Linked DNA regions of Arachis hypogaea: region 2 is linked to region 1. Evidence: chromatin contacts called from public Hi-C data. All regions are on one chromosome and are shown on one strand. The core of a region is the stretch at or near the end of the contact, and the rest is flanking DNA. Distances in the headings are between cores, read along the strand shown.

Evidence for each region. A called contact is a pair of places that touch in the nucleus more often than the background predicts.
Region 2: a Hi-C map of leaf shows a contact between it and region 1, with 3 times the contacts expected there. The contact joins the promoter of LOC112790865 here to the promoter of LOC112790862 in region 1. A contact is called at or near these places in 3 of 8 Hi-C or Micro-C datasets (all in leaf).

What each region holds. Positions count from the first base shown.
Region 1 is chr3:108,207,872-108,212,204 of arahy.Tifrunner.gnm2.J5K5, reverse strand. LOC112790862 reads right to left here and starts at 2,538. Exons shown (of 3, transcript XM_025833459.3): 1 at 1,127-2,538. The coding sequence starts at 2,059.
Region 2 is chr3:108,353,369-108,357,701 of arahy.Tifrunner.gnm2.J5K5, reverse strand. It overlaps LOC112790865 (BTB/POZ domain-containing protein At1g63850), which reads left to right and starts at 2,265. Exons shown (of 3, transcript XM_025833463.3): 1 at 2,265-3,997; 2 at 4,234-4,333. The coding sequence starts at 3,176.

The DNA.
Region 1 (4,333 bases), core at 1,289-3,788:
GTTCTTCTTTTGGGAGAGAAATACGATGGGTGTGGGTGGGAATTGGGGAGGCTACAATGAGTTTAGGGTTAGGTTAATAATCAGTAAAACTTAAAAATATATATATTTTAAATTTATATGTTTTTTAATTGAAAAAGTATAGGGAGTCGGTTCAGATTCTGCACCCCGAAAACCATTACCCAAATCAAGTAATAGAGTGTCATCGGTTCAGTTCGGGTTATACCAATTATCTATTAACGGTTCAGATTCGGACGAATTATTAGGTACCAATACTCATGAACACCCTTAAGTCCAATTGTGTCTGTAATGAACTAATAGGCAAAAGAAAAGAAGAAAATAAAACAATAACGGGAGATTTATATCTACGTGTTAGATTATCCTCAACATGTCCTTTTTCCACTTAATCTTTACAGAGTGAATACCATTATGGTTATGGGTTAATGCGCAAAGGGAAGATGAATGCGTATGGTAGGCACGGATGAAAATTGAATGCCATGAAGCACCGACACAAAAGGCACAAACACAACACTAGCATATTATTTTGGGGGACCTATGCTACCATGCATGGGTAACCCAGTTTTTCAACCCCATCCACAGCTGCTCCCATCACTGGACCCCACAACACTCACCGAGCCCGTAAGGGCCCACCCCCCTAAAGGCCTAAACCCAAATCAGTCTACTATTGAATTCAATCAATCAATCCAAGGGTCCACAAACAGGAACCAACCTTTCTCTCAACTAATTAAAGTATTATTTTTTAATTAAATTAAAATACTAACAAACATACAATGAAAACTAATATTTGAGGCCGAAAAAGAAAATCCAGAGCACCCGAGTCCCAGGCAATTCTCCTTAAAATCGAAATATTAATAAAAAAGAATGGATTCGAAAACTTTTTGAAATTAGAAAAATAGAGTCCCACTCCCACCAAACCAAAATAATGCCGACAAACTCATGCAAATGAGCAAATCCCATCCCGTGGTAAATAGAAGCAAAACAGAGACAGGAAACCACGTATCATATTATCACAGTGAAAACGATAAGACTCTCAAATTTAACAATAATTATAATATAATAATAAAATAATAAAACGAAAACACGGAAAGAAGCTAGCGAGTGAACTCACCTGGTGAAACCCGGCCTCCTTGGTGAGTGGAACACCGAGTTCAGCCATGCAAGCCTGCATCCGGTCATCGGAGCCGTACAAACCAGGGTACCTCTGAATGCAGCGGTCCTGCATTGTCTGGAGGGCCTTGGCCAGAGGGTAGCTGATGGCGAACCCTCCGCCGCCGTAGGCCATGCCGTAAGAGAAGTATATGTTCTGAAGGTGGCTCTCCGATAAGCTCCCAATGTAGTAGAACTGGTTGTGATCGTACTTCCTCAGAACCCTAATTAGATTCTCCGTCACGAAAACAGTGTCGTCGTCGCCCATCACGAACCACCGCACGTTCTCCATTCCCAGCGCCAGCGTCTCCGACACGATCCGCGAGATCCTGATCGCCGAACGGTGTCCCTGCTTGTTCGTGTACGAGAACTTCGAAGTGTCGCCCGAGATTCTCACCGGCGGCAGCCCCTCTCCCATCCCGCCGGAGCTAACCTTGTTGTCCAGCCACACCACGCCGCGCATCTCGTTCGCCTTGTACCATAGCTTGATGTAGTTCTTCCTCTTCTCCCAGAGCTTCGACGAGGCCGCGATCCCGAAGACAACGTGGCGGAGCTGTGTCTGGTCGGTGGCGGTTTCCCGAGATTCGCGGCGAGTGACGGCGGAAGTGCGGTTCAAGAGCCTGAGGGTGGAGGCGGTGGCATTGATGGTGGGGATTGCGGTTAGTCCTATTCCTGAGAGGATGTGGGTGTGGGTGGAAAATGGGGGCTCGTGACAGTCACGTGAGGTGGTGAGGAGCTTGAGTGTGTAGACGACGTAGGTGACTGAAACGAAGAGGATAAGCAGAACCAGAAGCTTGGGCAATGTTCTGTGCTGTGAGGCGGCGGCGCCACCTAGAGGGGTGCCGGATTTGGGACTCCTAGCGTGTTCCCAAATTATCTTGTCCGGATCTTTCATTCTTAAATTGAGTTAGCAAAGGGAAAGTGGAGTTCTAGTTCTGGATTAGGGGATGACCAATGCAATTTTAAGATTGAATGTGATTGAACAAAAAATAAAAGAGTAAAGGGGGAAGAAGATAATCAGGGGACAGGTGTTTGAATGAAAGAGGAGAGAAGCATGCATATTGCAATCTCTCCTCCCGGGTTCCTAATGGAGCTAGCTAGCTCGTTCCACGCCTAAATTAAATGTCATTATTAGTTAATAAGATGAGATGCAAAATTGCAAAGTGGGAGACTAAGAGCGCGTGCAAGTGGAACACGAGTGCCAGAGAAGGAGAATTCCAATGTTTTGATGTTGGATTTGTGTGGGGGCCCAACACGACACTAAGCAGATTCAACGACTGTAAACTAGGAATGCTGTGGTGGTAATTAGTAATTACACGATCGCATTCCTGATTTATTCTGTGGAGGATGCCGCATGAGTGTCTGAAACGATATTCATTCTACCTCCTATCATAAATCATATTTATGAAACTTACTAACTTAGGACCTATTGAACCAAAGTATTCATTTTAATGTACTTAGTATACTATTACCTTTTTGATAGGCTTAGTATATTATTACTAATTACCAATAAAACATACCCAACGGTTTGGATTGTCTATGTTCAATACCGGCTAGAATTTAACCTCGTAACTTCATTTTTCAAATGTAATTGACAGAAATGGCCACTGCAGTTGAATCGGGTTCAACGGAGTCAAAGCAAGATGACTTTTTTAATTGCAAGTCCAACAAGATTAGGAGATTTAGTTACAGAAAGTTTTGAGGCTAGGACATTTTATAAATTTTAGCCAATACTTAACCAATACAAATATTAAATTATTTTTAATAAATAAATTTTATTAAATATAAATTATATATTTTATGTGTATAAATTTTTATAAATATAAATATAAATTATTATTAATCTAAAATAATAATAGTTGATGTCCATATAATATTGTATTAGGACGTTTATCCTTTTATGGTTAAAAATATAAATTTCTATAGTTTTTAAGTATTTTTAGTTTGAGCAAATTGTTAAATTAGTCCATGAAAGATTATTTATTTTTTAAATTGGTTCTTGAAATATTTTTTAATCAAATTTGTCCTTTAAAAATTTTAAGTTAGTCATGTTAATCTTTTTATCACTTTTATTGCTAATGACGTCAAAATTTATTGATATGACACGTTAAGTAACATCATAATACACACATAGTAATTTTAATTGGTATACTAACTAACATGATAAGTTTATGAGATTAGATCAAATCAACCATAAATGGAAGGGCAATTTACCCAAATAAATAAACTTGGTAAAAATTTTACACAAATACACAAAACAGAAAAAGGTTACGTACATGTGCATTTTCACCTTTCTATATAATCCGTGGGAAGCTACCACGCACTACAACAAAAACGCCATTTAGCGGCGGTTCCTGGAGCCGTTTAGCGGCGGTTTTGAACCGCCGCGAAACATTTCGCGGCGGTTTTATGAAACGCCGGAAGATAGGGCGCGGCAAAACGGATAGCGGCGGTTTTAGTCAACCGCTGGAATAACCGCCGCTAAACATCTGTCAATTTTGCGGTGGTTTGCAACCGCCGCTAAATAACAAATAAACGAAAACAACATATAGTTATTAGAATCGGACCGGACCGTCCGGTGGTCCAACTGACTCAATCGTTAAACCCGCGCTTCCACCATTAGACCCACAACGTGTGGATCACTGTAGAATATCAACTTTGCAAAGCCTTCCACAAACGAAGAAGGTAGGGCTCGAACTTGGAACCTGGAGGAAAGAAAAGCTTTAACAATGTCATGTTACCACCAAGCCAAATGTCTCTTCGATGTATATAGCGCTAATAATTATATATATCATATGAACACATTTAATTGCCACATAGATTTTTGTTGTATACTTTATATATCTGATCATTGTTATTATAGGCACCTTATATATTGGGTAAAATTCACAATTAAATCAAATGGAGGACTAAATTACACAATTCTACCAGATTGAAAAACATTACCAGGATCTCCCAAAAGCATATTTTTATGTAATTCGAATCAGTCTCATTTGAATTAGACAAACAAACACTACTTTGAATTAGTCCTATTCGAATTAGTAGTAATGCTTGTAATTGAAATTTGTCCAATTTGAATTATGCTTGCATATAGTCTTATGGTAGTTCGAACCAGGGTGATTCGAATTATGCACGCTAGGTCGTCCCTAGTAATTCGAATGAGTCTGCT
Region 2 (4,333 bases), core at 1,016-3,515, 150 kb before region 1:
TCACTTGCCGGACGGACATTTCGTGCACGTTTTAAAATTTTTCAACGATATTTTTGTCGATAATAAAAGTGAGGGGCATTATTGTCAGCGTTTACAAAATCCGGGGGTATAATTGGTGGTTATATATATATATATATATAGTAGTAGAGTAAAACTTACCTGAAACCAAATAATATAGTGTAACACACATCTTTGATCAATATTAAAAAAAATTAGCCTAATTATGTACATAAAATCCTAAAAAATACAGTTCTATCCTTTTTAATTAAGTTAGCTTTAAAATACCAATAATGCTTTTTCATGTGCTGCTTTTAATTTAAAATCCTAGAAAAAAATTGATTTAAAATGTTATAATATTATTATATTAGCACAACACTTTATTTTTGTATGATAAATATAAGTACATTTTTATATAAAGTATTTAAAGTATATAAAAATGTACTCCTATTATAAAAAGAATATTTAAAAAGTCATTAAATTTTTATATATTACTAAAATTTAATAAATACAAGTACATTTTTATATGTTATTTTTAATTCAATGTACTAATAGAAGTTAAATTTTAATAATATATAAAAATTTTATACTAAAATTAATTTAGTATAATCTTATTTTATACTTCTTTTAGTATATTTTTTTATGTTATATAATATTTTTTCTAGTATCTTATTGTACAATGTGTAATTCGAATCAACATCATTCGAATTACATAGGAGTAATTAGAACCAACTCAATTCGAATTATGCTTTGTTCAGGTTTCATAGTAATTCGAATTGACTCAATTCAAATTATGTGTGTTTCAACTTTACATGTAATTCGAAGTAGCTCAATTCGAATTACATCCAATCCAAATTCGAAACGGTTTGATTCGAACTACATATATTTGTGCATTGATTGATTCGTGAATCAAATTTCGTTTTGGTTGATTCATGTAATTTCTTTCTCTCCATGACTTATTTTTTTTACCCTAGCTTTTATATTAGTTATGAAAAATTAGAAGAGATCGAATTTCAGGAGCGTAACGAAAAAAAAAATAAAAATAATTGTTTGGTCTAATTTAAATTAATTTTTTTAATTAAACTATTTGTATAAATAAATCGATTTTTTTCAAACTAAATAATAACTGCAAGTGAATTAATTTCTACTTACAGTGATAGCCATCAACTACAACCCTTTTTTTTTGTCGCGATTAACAACTATTTAAAATAATAATCCATAAAAGTGATGAGTTCGGTAGATGGGCCTTACTTGGAAGAAAAAAACTTAAGGCCGACAACCCAAACAAAAATGCAAAATTTTAAAGAAACTAAAATAGTAGAATTTACAGCTGAGGCTTAACTTAGTGATCCATAATCATGCCTCTTAAAATGCTGTATCGTGGTTCAAATCTCACTAAAAATCGTAGATGAACCATTAATAGAATGTGTGTAACTGTTATATGACAAAAGAAAAAAAATAGTAGAATTTAATTTTTAACATGTAAGCCCCTAAGATTCTTTTTCAAAAGTTAATTCTTTTTCGTAGCTACCAGTTTTAAATGTAATTTGTGGTAAATAAAATAGCTGCGATGCATGTTTTATCGTGTATCTGCTAGTATTTTTCATTATTGTGACATGATATTTATTTAATTTAGTTTCATATATACTTTTGGTGATTGTCAACAGGCAAGAAAAGGGGTAAATTAAAATTCTAATTCATGAAAAATACAATAGCAGTACGTATATTTTTATCAAATAAAAAAAATATATAAAAGAACAAAAGCATGGATATTTTTAGCTCAGTTTTTCTTTTCCCCTCAGATTATACCGCGCTCTGTTTCTGGTCTGCCCATATGTAAAAATGCGGACAAAAAATACAATTATTGGGCTGATGTGATTACCATTGTGGGTAAGGGCCCATTTTTATATTATTGTGACGAGAGTTTTTAAAATGGAGATGAAAGAGTAGCTGTCTTATGTATGTGTTCTGTGCTTAGGGACCCACACCCACATATGCTGTGGTCCATAGAAGAAGAAAGCCTTCTTCTAGTAAAGTTGGATTTTGAATTTGTTACTTGTTAGTTTGCTTCCCCAATGAGATAAAGAATAGGACATTCTCACACATGGATGGCATCATGCATGGACACACACATCATAAGCAAAGCAAAGCATTTTTGCCTTAAAGAGATGGTAAATAAAGCAAGAGTGGGATAGCGACATTTCAAGCCGTGATATCATTAATTAGTCATACATAAATGGTCATGGTGTTTGTTACATCTCCAATTTGGATAGACACCATCGACAGCAAGATTAAAGTGGTAAGCAGTACCAATTGATATTCATGACATTATACACATTCCCATTTTTGCGGTGCATCACACAAATCCAATCTCAATCATAATATTGGACACATATTATCTCGGATTAATTATTTCGTGAGTTGTTAACTTGTTATTATGTGAAGGAAGGACCATAACAGGTATGTTGAAGGTGGCTTGAAAAGAAGAGAAATTATATGCGGAATTAGAATGATGGTGATGTGATGATGAAAGACAAAGCTTTTTTAACTTGCTGTATTTTCTTTTACGGGAAGAAAAGCTGACCGCAGGAATAATAAAAAAAATTATTAGGTGTTATTACTTATTAAACACTGGACATCACATCATGATTACTAATACTCACGTTTACTTAGTACAGTCCATCGAGTAAAGGTGCTAATAATCATGTAGTATAAGCATTGGGATCTATCTACTAGTTCCGTTGCTGTAATTTGTAAAGGCAGCATCCGAAGATTAAAAGTGATACCCAGGCGTTTATCCATTAATTAATGAGAGTCTTTATTGAATACATATGGTTGTTATTTGTTAGTTGGGCATGTGAGTTTATCTGTAACCCAATCCATTCATCCCCCAGCCCCAAAATCAATCGGATTGCATTTCATGTACGTACAAACTACATCAATGTATAGTATTCTAGAGAGTGTACTTTACGGTCATCAACCATATAAAATATAAAAGGAATACAGTTAATTGTTTGTTGTAGGTAATTTTAGAATTGATTTATCTGAGTCATACGAGACACTCCTCGTGTCCACCGCCATTTATGAGTCTCATTCTCTCACTCTTGTGTGGTGTGTCTGAGCAGCTCTGATGCCAATGCCCTAAGCAAAAGGACAAGATCCTCCTCAAAGGCATTAGATGGCAGCGACAACAACAACAACAACAAGTGCAGCAGCAACAACAACATCTCTCCTCAAATTACAAAACCAACCCATCAAACCCAAACGTCGCAAGTGCCGAGAAACCACCATCTCCACCTCTGCCCAGGCCCAGGCCCAGGCCCAGGACACTCCCTCTCCCAGTCCATCCTCCGACTACAGGATTCGGTTCTCGCCGGGGCGGTGCTCCCCAATCATGGACTTCATCCAGGCATCCCCAACGGGCAGCAACGGGCACTCGGACCCCTTCCCTTCCAGCTTCACGAAATTCAACTCCGCACTGACGGCGGGCCTCCTGAACCCAATGTCCCCTCCGCCCGACAAGACCCGATCCAGCCCCACACTCTTCGAGATGATGGCCAGCGAGCCCGACACTGCGAGCCACCACAGGCCTCACTCTCAGTCTCAGATCCAACCCCCTAAAGCCCATGTTCCCGTTCTCGACAGGCAAACCCTAATGATGCAGCGGATTTCGGAGCTCTTGGGGTCTCGCAGCCCCGGCAACCAGTTCAACGACGCCGTTTCCAGTGACATCAAGCTCACTCTCACCTCCAAGGATGGCTTTAGTGTCTCCATGAACGTTCATCGCCAAATTCTTGTTGCCCACAGCAGGTTCTTCGCCGTCAAGCTCTCTGACAGGTGGACCAAGCAGAACCCTAGGCCAACTACGCCCTACTTGGTCGAGATCGCTGACTGCGACGACGTTGAGGTTTACATTGAGACCTTGAGCCTTATGTACTGCAATGATATCAGGAAGAGGCTCATGAAGGAGGATGTCTCCAAGGTTTTGGGTATCTTGAAGGTAATGCCTTTCTCAAAATGGGATTTCTTCTTTTATGCTTTGTTTTTTTGTTGTGTATAACATCAACTGTAGGATTAGGTAGAATATGAAATTGAATTTGATGACGTGATGTGAACTTTTAGGTTAAGCACTTCAAACCATTTCATTTTCTTCTTTGCTGCTTTGTTTTTTTCAATGGGGGCTGCTCCTAGGTGGGTTGTGTGAGTCATGAGTTGCTTGCTATTGTGGTATCTTAGGTTTCGGCTGCAATTGGATTTGATGCTGGGGTTTTGTCTTCTTTGGAGTATTTGGAAGCGGCACCATGGGCAGAGGATGAAGAGGAGAAGGTTGCCTCCC